3 separate regions of the Hordeum vulgare genome follow, and regions 1 and 2 are each linked to region 3. Evidence: chromatin contacts called from public Hi-C and HiChIP or PLAC-seq data. All regions are on one chromosome and are shown on one strand. Each heading gives the region's core, a stretch centred on a gene start, on an enhancer-like site or on the middle of the called end of the contact. The rest is flanking DNA. Distances are from core to core; before and after follow the strand shown.

What was found. Hi-C and Micro-C count contacts between places; a contact is called where the count stands out from the background. HiChIP or PLAC-seq counts read pairs in DNA pulled down with a chosen protein or histone mark.
Region 1: an H3K4me3 HiChIP or PLAC-seq map of embryo shows a contact between it and region 3, with 8 times the contacts expected there. The contact joins the promoter of LOC123404088 here to the promoter of LOC123402489 in region 3. A contact is called at or near these places in 2 of 6 Hi-C or Micro-C datasets (both in leaf) and 1 of 1 datasets of contacts at active chromatin or transcription factors (embryo).
Region 2: a contact with region 3 is called in a Hi-C map of seedling, with 5 times the contacts expected there. The contact joins the promoter of LOC123401503 here to the promoter of LOC123402489 in region 3. A contact is called at or near these places in 3 of 6 Hi-C or Micro-C datasets (leaf and seedling) and 1 of 1 datasets of contacts at active chromatin or transcription factors (embryo).

What each region holds. Positions count from the first base shown.
Region 1 is chr6H:342,242,343-342,246,457 of MorexV3_pseudomolecules_assembly, forward strand. LOC123404088 (18 kDa seed maturation protein-like) reads left to right here and starts at 2,682. Exons shown (of 1, transcript XM_045098017.1): 1 at 2,682-3,481. The coding sequence starts at 2,913. The coding sequence ends at 3,209.
Region 2 is chr6H:342,400,614-342,404,801 of MorexV3_pseudomolecules_assembly, forward strand. LOC123401503 (4-hydroxy-3-methylbut-2-en-1-yl diphosphate synthase (ferredoxin), chloroplastic) reads right to left here and starts at 1,484. Exons shown (of 20, transcript XM_045095327.1): 1 at 1,278-1,484; 2 at 689-958; 3 at 397-554; 4 at 188-294; 5 at 5-105. The coding sequence starts at 905.
Region 3 is chr6H:341,899,558-341,903,717 of MorexV3_pseudomolecules_assembly, forward strand. LOC123402489 (leucine-rich repeat receptor-like protein FASCIATED EAR2) reads right to left here and starts at 1,654. Exons shown (of 1, transcript XM_045096411.1): 1 at 1-1,654. The coding sequence starts at 1,496. It also overlaps the pseudogene LOC123405471.

The sequences.
Region 1 (4,115 bases), core at 1,432-3,931, 340 kb after region 3:
TCTACACATGTCATTCGCTTGCAAATAACAGGATCAAGGGGATTGACAACCCTCTTGCCCGCGTTGGGTGCAAGTTGTTTACTCTTTTGTGTGCAGCCGCTGAAGATGGTTGAGGATTGATATTCCTATTGGTTCGATAAATCTTGGTTTCTTAACAGAGGGAAGTACTTGCCCGTATTGTGCTGCAAGTACACGTTCCTCTTCATGGAAAACCCAACACATATCACAAGTATCAGCCGCCACGTATCGTTGGTAAGCCCGTTCCTGCGCAACCGCGCAAGTTCCTGCGTTCAACCGCGCAAAGCTTCCACGCCTAGCTCGGTTGGGCACGCGTTGGATAGAAGAAGGTCCCATTATTTTGGGTGTTAAATGGCAAACGATTGGAAAAAACAAAGTGTGTGCAACGACTTAAAGCAGCGCACACGTTCAACACTAAGTAGCGGGTGTGACGATGTGAATGATTGCTATGGGTTGTGTAATATAGTTTGTTTGTGACGAGATGAGGAAGTGAAACAAAAGCCAGAATGGAGAATGGTAATTAAATCAAGTTGGTTAAATTGTAAGGTGAAGATATCAATCGTCCATTGCATATTTAAGTCAAAATGATACTACCAAAACCGTGTGCGGTAAGTGCCACTCTAGTGCGATATAGATTGTCGTGATCTATGTAAATCCTACGGTTGTAGACATGCGATCCACAGTAATGCATTTTGGACAATCAGGACACGTGTGTCGTGGCACAATGTTAGTCATCGCACATGGTTTCAATCCAGAAAAATAACCAAGTTTGTAAATCGGTGCCAAAATTCCTTTTTCGTGTGACACCTCTTCTTTTTACCATGGTCAACAAGTTTCAAGTAAAGTCTAGCATTAGTTTACCTTAATACGCATAGTGTTAAAAAATGCCAACACTCATAGGTAGATGTGCGTCTTGCGGGCCAATAGCTGTTTGTAAATTACAGAGAATAGCAAAAAAAATGACGCTCCAAGCAAAACGCACATTATGTGATGAATTCAAATATAGCTCCAAGTAAGATATAACGATAGTGTTGAAGACAACAGAGGGGGTGCCTTGCGGGGCATCCCCAATCTTAGACGCTTGAGTCTTCCTTGGATATTACCTTGGGGGTTCCTTGGGCATCCCCAAGCTTAGGTTCTTGCTACTCCTTATTCTTCACATATAGATATCTCACCCAAAACTTGAAAACTTCAATCACACAAAACTTAATAGAAACCTGGTGAGATCCGTTAGTATAATAGGCAAAACATAAACTTTAGGTACTGTTATAAATTGATTCATATTTAATTATTTCATAAGGTATTGTATTCTAACTTCTAAATGGCTTATACCCTCCGATACAATCCATAGCATCATCAAAACAAGCAAACTATGTAAGCAAAAAAACAGGATATGTCTAAACAGAACAGTCTATAATGATCAGCACAAATACCAAACTTCGATAACTCAAAAAATTCTGAATAACTAGAAGGACCTATGGAATTTTTATATTAACGTGCTGTGAAACATTCAGATCAAAAAGGCATTCGAGTAATATAACAGAAATTTTGCAATGAACGTGAAAGTTTGTGTTTTTGCATAGGATCAAATCTACTATTATCCAAATCATCCCAAAGCCTTTACTTGGCACATTATTATTATAATACAAAGGATTTGTACAAGGAAATAATTATTTTTGTTGAAAAGTTTTTGTAATTAAGATTCGCAAGGTTTCGATGGACATGAACAAAGCCCAAGGCTAGCCCCCACTTCAACGGTGCTCATCTTTCTGTATTTCACCTTTCTTTTTGAAAAAGTTTTATGTTCCCCACTTTAAACTTTTGTTTTTAATTAGTTTAAAATCAGACAACCGAAATAAACGACTCTCTAAAACTTTCGGGTTGTCTCCGTGGCAGCGCTTTCTTCAAAGCCGTTAAACTAGGCATATAGTGATCAAGTAATTTATCCACCCGGATCCCAAGGTATATCAAAGTCAATTTTAATTAGCAATGATTTTTAATTAAATAGTGAGCACAAAGTGATATATATCATGCTACAGCGAAGTCTAACTCTTTTCCTATGCATTGGAACGTCATAAAAGAACAATTCATACACTTCAAGTAAGGCCAATACATGGCATAAGTGGTTTCTTGCAATTTTATCGTATTGGAAATATAAAGAGGTGCATATTTGGTTTGTCTCTTATAATAATTGCAAGTAGGGGCAGCTAGCACATGCATATTATAATCATCATATGTAGTGGTAAAATATAATCCTTAATAAATGCAAGCTTCCTCGATATAGTGTTGTTGGGATAATTCAAAAAGATAATAGGACTATCATGTGTAGGTGCATTAGCAACAATTTCATTTTTGACATAAAGAACTATAGCAAGTTCATGTTCGTTAGTATAATTCATACTGTCGTCATGGTCACAAGCACGTAAATCATTAAGTTCATCAAAAAAGGATATTTCAATGAATCCACATGATCATATAAACCATCATAGCATTCATTCTTTGGGGTGTGTGAAAGAAAATTAAATAATTTATGAGTTAAAGAGTTTCTCTCATTTATATTTGCCATTTGTCGTTAACTACACGAATGTTTGGAGGCAGTGACTCATTTTCCGTCCGGCCAATGATATTGAGACGGCACAGACTTGATAATCAAATGGCGGGGATGCCTCGTGTCTGCACACCTCACCTCAGAGCCACCACACCGCTCTCTACGCGTCTCCCACGTACACTCTCACACGCGTCAGGGCCCGAGGCAACAAATCCTCCTTCCGCGGATTCATGGCGCCGCGCTATAAGTCTCGTCACGACCCTGCTTGCCAAAGCACGGCAGCCTGTCTAGAGATTCCAGCAGCATCGTCGGCTAGTCCAAACTGAAGCAAGGGAGGTCGAGCGGCATGGAGTCGGGCAAGGAGGCCGCGGCGAACGCCGGCGCGTCGGCGCGCGCCGGCATGGAGAAGACGAGGGCCGCCTTCCAGGGGCAGGTGGACAAGGCGGCGGCGTACACGACAGGGCACAGGGAGGCGGCGGTGGTGAATAAGGAGGCAGCCGAGGTGAAGAAGCAGCAGCGGATGCGCGCCGCCGAGGAGGAGAAGCAGCGCGCCGTGCGAGACAACGCCGCAGCCAAGGAGCGCGCTGAGACGGAGGACCGCCACGGCGGCCACAGCCCTGCGAGCGGCCAGAGCAAGGAATGAGGCGCCCGCGCGTCGCCGGGGCACGGCGGCGCATGACCCGAGCGACCGGCCCGGTGTGATCCAGCTGTTATACGTATCCATTCATGTGGTGTTACGTGTTAACCGTGTCGTGTGTGTTTTCCGTAGCTCGCGTATTGGTGGTGTTTTCCGCTGCTGCTTGTGATGTGTAATCGGACGAGATTTGTGTGTAAAATTGTTAGTACGGATGGTACTCCCTAGTCCTTCTAAAGGTTTCATTTTTCAGCAGAAGGAATAATGTTTTTGTGTTAAAATTTGTATTGTTAGACGTAGAACCTCTTTGGAACCATAATAGATTATGATAATCTGGATTATGAAGATAGATTATATAATCTGGTTTATAAAAATAATCTAGATGGACATGTTTGGAGACCAGATAATATAAACTGTAATTCAGATTTTATATTGCATAATGACTTGTCTGTTCTTTGTTTTTTTTAAAAGAAGGGTGCGATGGTAGGAATGTAATTATCTCCAACTTTACAAGGTTAATGGGTCATTAACAATTGATAATCTGATTTTGGCTGGTATAGAGTAGATTATGAGTTTTTAATAATCTATCCATCTAGTTTTTATAATCTACATCATAAGTTGTTTTATTTAAAGATAGAATAAATTATAAAAACTAGATTATATAATTTGGATGGTGCCAAAAAGGGCATGCTTGATCATCACGATGCAGGTTCAAGGTTCCTGACTTTCACCTCGCAAAAGAAATCCTCACTTTCAAGCCGCCAACCCGGGAATGCATAGCTCATGCCGTCAGCATGGTCAATTCGTCTCAGTAGTACACCCTGTGTGGCTCTGTTCCTAATTATAAGTCGTTTTTCCAATTCAAACTTCTAAATATTGGATATTTTTGCAGTTCAAAAGCAGAGGTAGTAAAAC
Region 2 (4,188 bases), core at 234-2,733, 500 kb after region 3:
TTACCAAAGTTTCCTGGGTTAACACGGATTTTGTCAAAGCATTCAGCCACTCTTAAAGCTACTGTAGGCGCAAAATGGATATCGGCCACTAGAGGGATGTTGTAACTGTTGAAACACAAAAGGAAAGTGAGGGACTCATTCATGAGAACTAACAGGATCTGTAGCGATTTTTTGATCCAGTACTTACTTCTTCTGGACAAGAGTGTTCTTAATCTCAAAGCAGGCATCAGCTTCCTTTTTACCCTGGACGGTTATTCTAACAAAATCAGCGCCTCTGTCTGCAATCCTCATCACCTGCAACAGTGTGATCGATATACTTGATCAGTTCACTAGACAGAAAACATGTAAACGATAAGAGGATTATGCAGGGCTGGCATCCACAGATAGAGAGCACACCTCTTCCACAGTCTTGGCAACATCCTTGGTATCTGAGGTAGTCATAGTCTGAATCCTCATGGGGTGATCACTGCCGAGTGCCACGTTCCCGACCATCACAGTGCGTGTTTTCCTCCTCCTTGTCTGGTGTATAGATTCGCAGTACTTCTGCCTGGGAACTAAAGAACAACAAATGGCGAAAATCATTCAGTATTTCAGATGATAGGTAGGTAGTACAAAGGCACAGAATAACTCGGGAACAAATTCAGTGCCTCCCATATGCAAGGAGGCCAGAGCATGGGAATTAGTATACCTAGAAGTGGGCTTCCTTCGGAGGCCGGCTCGAGCTCCATGGTATCAGACTCTGTACTTGAGCTCTTGACCACGAGCGCCCTGCCTCTTGCGGACCCCATCCTCAGCGCACCGGGAACGGAGAGGATCTTGGCGAAGTCGACGCTCTTGGTGTAGCCGACGCCTCCGTCGCGGACCTTGACGTACGGAAGCGGAGCCGGTGCCACCCCGGTGGCCATGGCTATGCCTATGCCCAAGCTTCGAAAGCTCGCCTACGCAATCCTACAAACACCTGCGGGGCAACCAAAGTTAGAGGTGAGGTGAGCAATGGCTCATCTTCCGTATGCTTTATAGTAATTGGCACGAAATGGTATATTCGCCCATTGCTCGGTGTACGGCAACAGGACAAGGCTGGTGTTTTGTTTTCCAAGTGACAGTATACCTCCTTTTTTTAAGAAATGAACCCGAAACAAAATTTAGGAAAAGGGTTCGTTCGAACTACAATTCTGCAACCAATCGGGGACAGCTTTGGTTCAAATTGATTCCTCCAACATCCCGGCAGCCGGAACGACGATCGGAATCGCAGAGAGCGAGAAGGAAAAGCACCGAACCTCGCAGCACCGTCCCGCGGCGCCTCTCCTCCGCCCTCGTCCCTCGTCGCGGGCCGCTCAGCCGACGGCAGCGACGCGGGGAAGCAAGCAGGAGCGGTGGGCTGCGAGCGCGTGTGCTCCTGTAGGCAGCGACAGCGAGGACTGGAGATGGCTGGTGGAAGTGTGGAGCGCGAGTGGTGCGGTTTGTGCCGGCGTACCGGATAGCCTTTGCTTTCCTTTTTATCTCCGTCGCTGCGTGGACCGGGCGTTTCCGGCGGCGTTGCGTCGGGACGTGTCGCCCGAGTCAGTGGTCCTGATGGACTCGGTCCGCAAGGCGCTGCGGAGGCTGCGAGTGTGGAAGTGGAGTTCCGGGCGCTCCCCGCCATGATTTCATCGTGCCACTGTCGTCTTCCCGTCTTCTGTTCGTTTTACAGTTCTATACTCAGATTTTCTACGGTTCGAGTTTCTGTTCCGGTTGTTTACTGGTGAAACTGTATGGACCAGAAAAATCATGTGATGGTCGTCGTTGCTGCGGATGGAGGAGAAAGTTCCACAGTCCTGCGCAACCTTCCAGTTAGAGCATTCCTAACCAAACCCCTATTGAAAATATAATTTCATTTTTTCTCTACTCCCTTCGTCACGGTTCAGAAGGTGTTTGAAAATTCTTTAAAACCTAATGGTTATTGATTAATTGTAAGATGGGCTAAAAAATAACATTCACATTAATACCTATACATATATAGAAGTAATACAACAAAGTACTAATTAACTGTTAGGATTAAATGAAATACGTCATAAACCTTATTTATTATCGTGTCTTCTAAACTATGATGGAGGGAGTACTACTCATTTTATTCCTTCGTTCTTTTATGTAGGGTATTAGGACTAAGACACATAATTATATACATGTTAAGACGACTTCGGCTAAATCATTGATTAGCAGTAACTACATTATTTAGGATAGGAAAGTAAGAGATACATGTAATCAAGTGCAGGATATTTTTCTTTTTTCTCTTTACAAGAAAAGATGCATACAATCAGAGAAGAGATATTTTCTTTATTTTGAAGGGCTAACCACGAAATTGTGAGGAATTAAAAGAAATACACCTTACATTACGAAATTTTATCAAAAAATAAATACACATTATATAAAAGAACGAAGGGAGTATGTCGCACCTAACCGATCACTTAAACCGGTTAGTGGAGTAAAAAAAATAGTCCAACCCTTATCCCACGAGTATATTTACTCCGGCTTGAAGCGGACAAGTAAAAAATTCTCTTTCTCTTTGCTTACTTTCTTTTGCCTCATTCTCCCTTTTGTCATGTCGTTGATGCGTCCTTCGTCCTTCCCCGTTGCCCCCTTTTCTTACTATGGCCGGACACGGTGGCCGGAGGTCTCCGGCACGCCCGCGGGTCGTCGTTCGCCAGTGCATCCTCAAGTCGCTGTCGGTCGGCCGATCCTCCTGACCCACCCGATTTGTTGATTTCTCGAAGCTTCCTCCACCGCGACCATCGAGGAGGACCTACCTCGGCGTCCGACAGTGTTCACGGGGGACATGGGTGGCGGAGATCATCAAACAGGAGGCCCACCAACGGAAGTGGATCGGCTCGTTCCACACAGCGGAGCTCACGGCGGTGGAGTACAAGTGGCAAGTCGGTTCCACAGCGCCACTGCCCGGCTGAACTTCCCGTTCGGGGTGTCGGCGGTCCACCTCATCCTGTCGGACCCGGGGGTGGTGAACATGAAGATGGCACAGGAGGACCGAGAGGCGAGGGAACGCCTCGAGGCGAGGCCGTCGATGAGGCGTACATGAAGGACCTCCGCCGGTAGCACCCGGAGCTCGTGGAGGCGGAGCGGTCGATATTCGTCGTCAATGGCGGGGAGGTCATCGTCATCTCCGATGACGAGGTGGAATGAGGACGGCGAGGAGGAAGAGTTCGACTTCAAGGAGTGCTAGAGCATCTACCCCGACCACGACAACGAAGGATTGGCTCGATGTCTACTAGGACCGTTGAGTAGTTTTTAGTGTTGTTTTAAATTTAATGTAGTTTTAAAAAATTTTTAGTGTTCAGTTGTGAAGATTGCCTATATTTAACTTATGTTTAAATGTATGCAACTTTTGGTTCAGAATAGATTGAATTTATGCAAATTTTACATTTTACTTCGTTAAGTTTGGATGATCGGTTAGAACTAATTAAAACTTAGTCGGTATAAATACTTCACTAAGGCTTACTCGACCGAATATTGCACTATTTTTTAGGGAATACTGCATTTCTTAGCTTTCGGTAGGATTGATGTTTCGTTTGTTTAGTTATTACTACTACAACCTTATCAAAATATAAGACGACTTGTATTTTGATCGAAGTATTATACTCTCTTCATAAAAATATATAAAAGCGTTTAAATAACTAAACTATATGTGTTTACGGAGGAAGTACTAGCAAACCCCGGACTGTAACATGAACAGGGACCCGTTTTAGTGGTCAAACCGCATGTTCAATGCGGAGAGCACGTGGAAATCAGCGTGTGCAAAGAAAAGAACGGTTTGCATCTGCTGGAGACAGATGGAGAGGTCGCGGCGCATGTATTGACTTTGGGCACAGCACGGAACACATTTCAGTGTGCTGGTGGCATTCTCCCCATGTGGGGGGAAGAAAGTGCCATACATGCCTGGCACCTGCGACTTTCGGTTTGCTGACCAAATACAAAACTCTGTTCCACAATTTTACATTTAGGTTTTAAGAACGAGTTAATTACAGAAAACATTAACATTGAAGGCTAGGTTGCAAAAACCACACTTCTATAGAATTATGCTAAAAACACTAATTCTCAGGCTATTTTTTTTACAAAAAACACTATTTAACTCTTTTAATCCATTTGATGATGATTATGACAGGTGGAGCCCATTTTTATTTACATGGCGTTTGTTTT
Region 3 (4,160 bases), core at 404-2,903:
GGCACCTCCCCTGACAGTCCATTATGTGAGAAGTCCAGCGTTCGCAGCCTTCCCATCCCCCCAAGCCCTGCAGGGATCTGCCCAGCTAAGTAATTACAAGAAAGGTTCAGATACTCCAATCCCTTCATTGCAACCAGCCCTTCAGGTATCTCTCCATGGAGCAAATTCGTTGATAGATCTATACCAGGGGCTGCTCGAAGATCATAGCCCAGTTCAAGCTGCTGGCCTGTGGCATCTACAGATGCTGATACAAACAGTTGAGGTGAAATCATAGCACCTGCTGGAATGCCCTGACCACCTCCTGCGCCATTAAGCACTGAACTTGCATTGAAACCACCATCAGGAATGAAACCCTCAAACCTATTGCCAGACAAATCAAGCCATTGGAGAACCGGGAATGAGAACATCCAATCTGGTAGCTGGCCAGAGAGCTGGTTATCAGCCAGCGACAGCGACCTCAGGCTCTGCCATTTCCCCACAGCACCACTGAGCTGCCCGGTGATCTCATTTCCCGACAAGATCACCACCTCAAGAGACCGGCACCCAGCCAGTGGCAGCGGAATCTCACCAGATATCCTGTTGTTCGACAAATCTAGAACCTTCAGACTATCAAGTGCATCAAGCTCCGGCCGCAGCGCCCCAGAGAGCTGATTCCCCCCGAGACGCAGGTACAGAAGCTGGAAGCAGCCGGCAAGCCCAGCAGGCACTAGACCGGACAGCCGGTTATGTGACAAATCCAGCGCCTGCAAGTAGGTCAGGTTCCCAATCCCAGGCGGGATCTCCCCGGACAGCTGATTGTCCGCAAGGAACAGGCCCTGCAGGCTCCGTATCGCGGTTATCCCCGCAGGGATCTCGCCGGAGAAGCGGTTGTGGGAGAGGTCGAGGAGGAGGAGGCTGGATGCGTCGGGGTCGGCGACGATACGCGGCGGGACGGCACCAGAGAGGGCGTTGCTGGAGAAGTCGAGGGCAACGAGGCGCGAGGAGAAGGAGAACCACGGGGAAAGTGGGAATCCGAGAGAGTTGGACGAGAGATTGAGGGTGCGGAGGGCCGGGAGCGAAGCAGGGAGGCAGGTGGGGATGGCACCGGAGAGCGCGTTGCGGGAGAGGTCGAGGTCGACAAGCGAGCGCGGTAGGGAGCAGGGGAGCTCGCCGGAGAGGGCGTTGGCGGAGAGGTCGAGCTCTCGAAGGCGGCGTAGGAGCGCGAGCGAAGGGGCCGGGAGCGGCCCGGAGAGGTTGAGGCCCGGGAGCGCGAGCGCCGCGACGGAGGGTGGAGCGGCCACGGCGGCGGCGGCGGGTGGGTGGAGCGAGACGCCGAGCCAGGACGCGGAGAGCGGTCCGTGCCAGGAGGAGAGCGCCACGCGGGAGGGCGGGGCGAGGGACGCCCGGAAGGCGAGTAGCGCAGCGCGGTCGGTGGAGGCGGGGGCCACGGGGCGCGGCCCGGCGGCTAGGAGCAGAAGCAAGAGGGCGAGGACGAGGACGAGAGGGGTGGCCGGCATGGTGGTTCGGTTGTGGTGGCGTTGGCCGGCTAGGGTTTTGCGGGGTTTGAACGCTGCCGGCGTGGGAGGTGGTGGCTGGGCAGTGGGAGAGAGTGGATCGGTGACAGTGCAGCGGGGCGCGGGGTGGAAGGTGATTGTGCGTCGTGTCTCGTGTGGGCGTGCGGTAATTTGGAGGAAAATGGTGGCGATGGGGAAGAATCGTTTTCTCGAGCCGGAATGGACGGGTGGCGACGGCGCATTCGCGGGATGCACCGGTGAATGTCGTGGAGTTTCCCATCCGGCCTCCGATAGAACAATAGGCCTTTTTGTTTTAGAAGTCTTGGGATTTTTTAAATTCCAACTAAAAAGTCCCAGTCCCTATTCATTTGTTTTTATGGATTAAACAGGGATTAGAGGTCATTAAATGATATGCAAAAAGATCATGTTACCCCTAATAATATACTACAAGTTATTAAATGACATGCTAGAAGTAGGGACACTGTTGGAAAAGTGTCAAAAAAGTCTCAAAAAGACTCTCATAGAGACTTCTTTTTGTAGTTCCAAATAGCTCATTTTAGTCCCTAAAAATCTCTCTTGTTTGTTTCATATGGGACTAAAAGAAACTTTTTTTAGTCCATACATCAAAAAGTCCCTGGAAACAAACACCCCCATAATGCTAGACGTACGAAAGGATACGAACTTTTATAGGCTGAGTAGGGGCAGCCATCCGACGTGGTTGCAAACGCGGGCTGAGGCGAGAAAACATAGACGTGCCGCAGTTTACGTAGGTTAATAACTAATAGTAAATATGTCCGTACGTTGCAACGGGTTCATTGCGGGGCAAACACCTAGATGCAACAAGCATATCTAGTCATGTGTATGCAATTAAGCTAATTGATAACTCAAAGAAAGAGGAGAATATATGAAACTTCAAGAATTACTCCAGCATCATGCCCAAGAATTACCGTAACCAAGTCAAATCCACAATATCCAGGTATATGTAGTCATTAACATGAAATTTCTTGGTCTAATCCTTGGCTAGTAACATTATTTTTCTAGACAAAACAAACTGAAACAGGGACTTGTATCATATCAGCGAAACTGAAATTGTGAGCAATCGGAAGGAGCACCAATTTTCAGAAAAAATAAACTGAAACTGCGATAGATCCAAGGTGGGGGATGAGTTACACGGGCTTGTATTATACAGCAGGGCAAACAAAGGAAAATTGGTTGAATTCATGCAGCAACGACGTGCATGACCTTTGGTAACATCTAAATTTATCAAATCAATCATGTATTTCCGTGTAACATCTTCTTTTGGAATAAAAAACTATGACCCATTAAATATGATAATTCGAACTTAGTCTTACCAACTCACATTTTTTTAAACCTCCACTGATGATTGTAATAACAACACAAAAGAATTCAGTCGACACAATAAAGTGAGACACACATCAAATCTTGGGGCATGCATAGCCTGTTGCATTTGGCAGACATGCTGTAGAGAGCCCTTTGTTTCAGTGGTCTATTCCAGATCCTTTCAGTGGCATGTTGGTAAGTTATTCACTACATGGATTTTGTCACAACCATCATTCAGTGTCTATCTGAATATATTGTACATCTGTTTGGCTGCGTTCCCTATTTCTGGAGCGGATCAGTAGCCACTCCACTACACTTTTCTTTGTGTTGCAGCAGAAGCAGAAGCAGGTCTGCGGGATGGACGCTGATGAGCAGCTCCACCGTGTTCCTCCACATGCCCGACGAGCAGCTCGTCCGTGTTGCCCGCATGGCCGACAAGCAGCTGCAGCCGGGTGTCGCGCTAGATGCGATGGCTCCTGTCGATCTTGTCCAGATTCGGTGACGGCGGAGAAAGCACGGGCACCGCGGAGCGGAGGGACGAGGGAGAAAACAGTGGAGGTATGGGGGCGCCGCGGCAGAGGAGCCGCCATGGAAGGTCACTACGTCGGCGTTGACAGCGGGCGAGCGCGCGCGTCCGAAGGCCCCGCCTCCATGCCTCCCCTCTGCTCGCCACCATGGAAAAATAAATTACAATTTTTTTTTGGCCCATGCAGGTCTTGAACACTCTAACCACCTGAGCTAATAGGCCATTGTTAGATATTTTAGACAGAATTCGAATATAGTATGGTGTGACAAGATTAGTTGGGAATAATACAAGAGTAGTTTTTCTTTTTTGAGAGAACAATAAGGAGTAGTTGGGAAACAATTGTAGGTCTGAGTCTGACATTAGCCTCCGTAGTGCATGCATGATTGAAGATTATGGTGTTCAGGGCTTTGGCTGAAAACATCTACTCTGCCACGGTAATTCAGCCCCTAGCTTTCTAAAAAAAGAGTAATTCAGCTCCGAAACGCTCAATGACAATGTACAAGGTATCATTTACGGATATATGGAACAAACGGATGACTCATCAGAGGCCCTTAGGCCTATGCCGATTTCAGAGTTGACAGCATGTCTGAAACAACTTAGCACACCCAACATTACTGATCAGCACCTAAAAACTGGTCTCATCTCTACTATTCAGGACTTGCACTGGCCAGGGACTCCAAGACGCACCTCTTCAGCTCCTGGAACTCTGCTCCAGACAGGGATGCTTCAACCAAAAGCCTACGTAATGTTGCCTCAGATGCTTCATCGTAATCCTTCCTCCTCTTCAGAACCAAATGGCC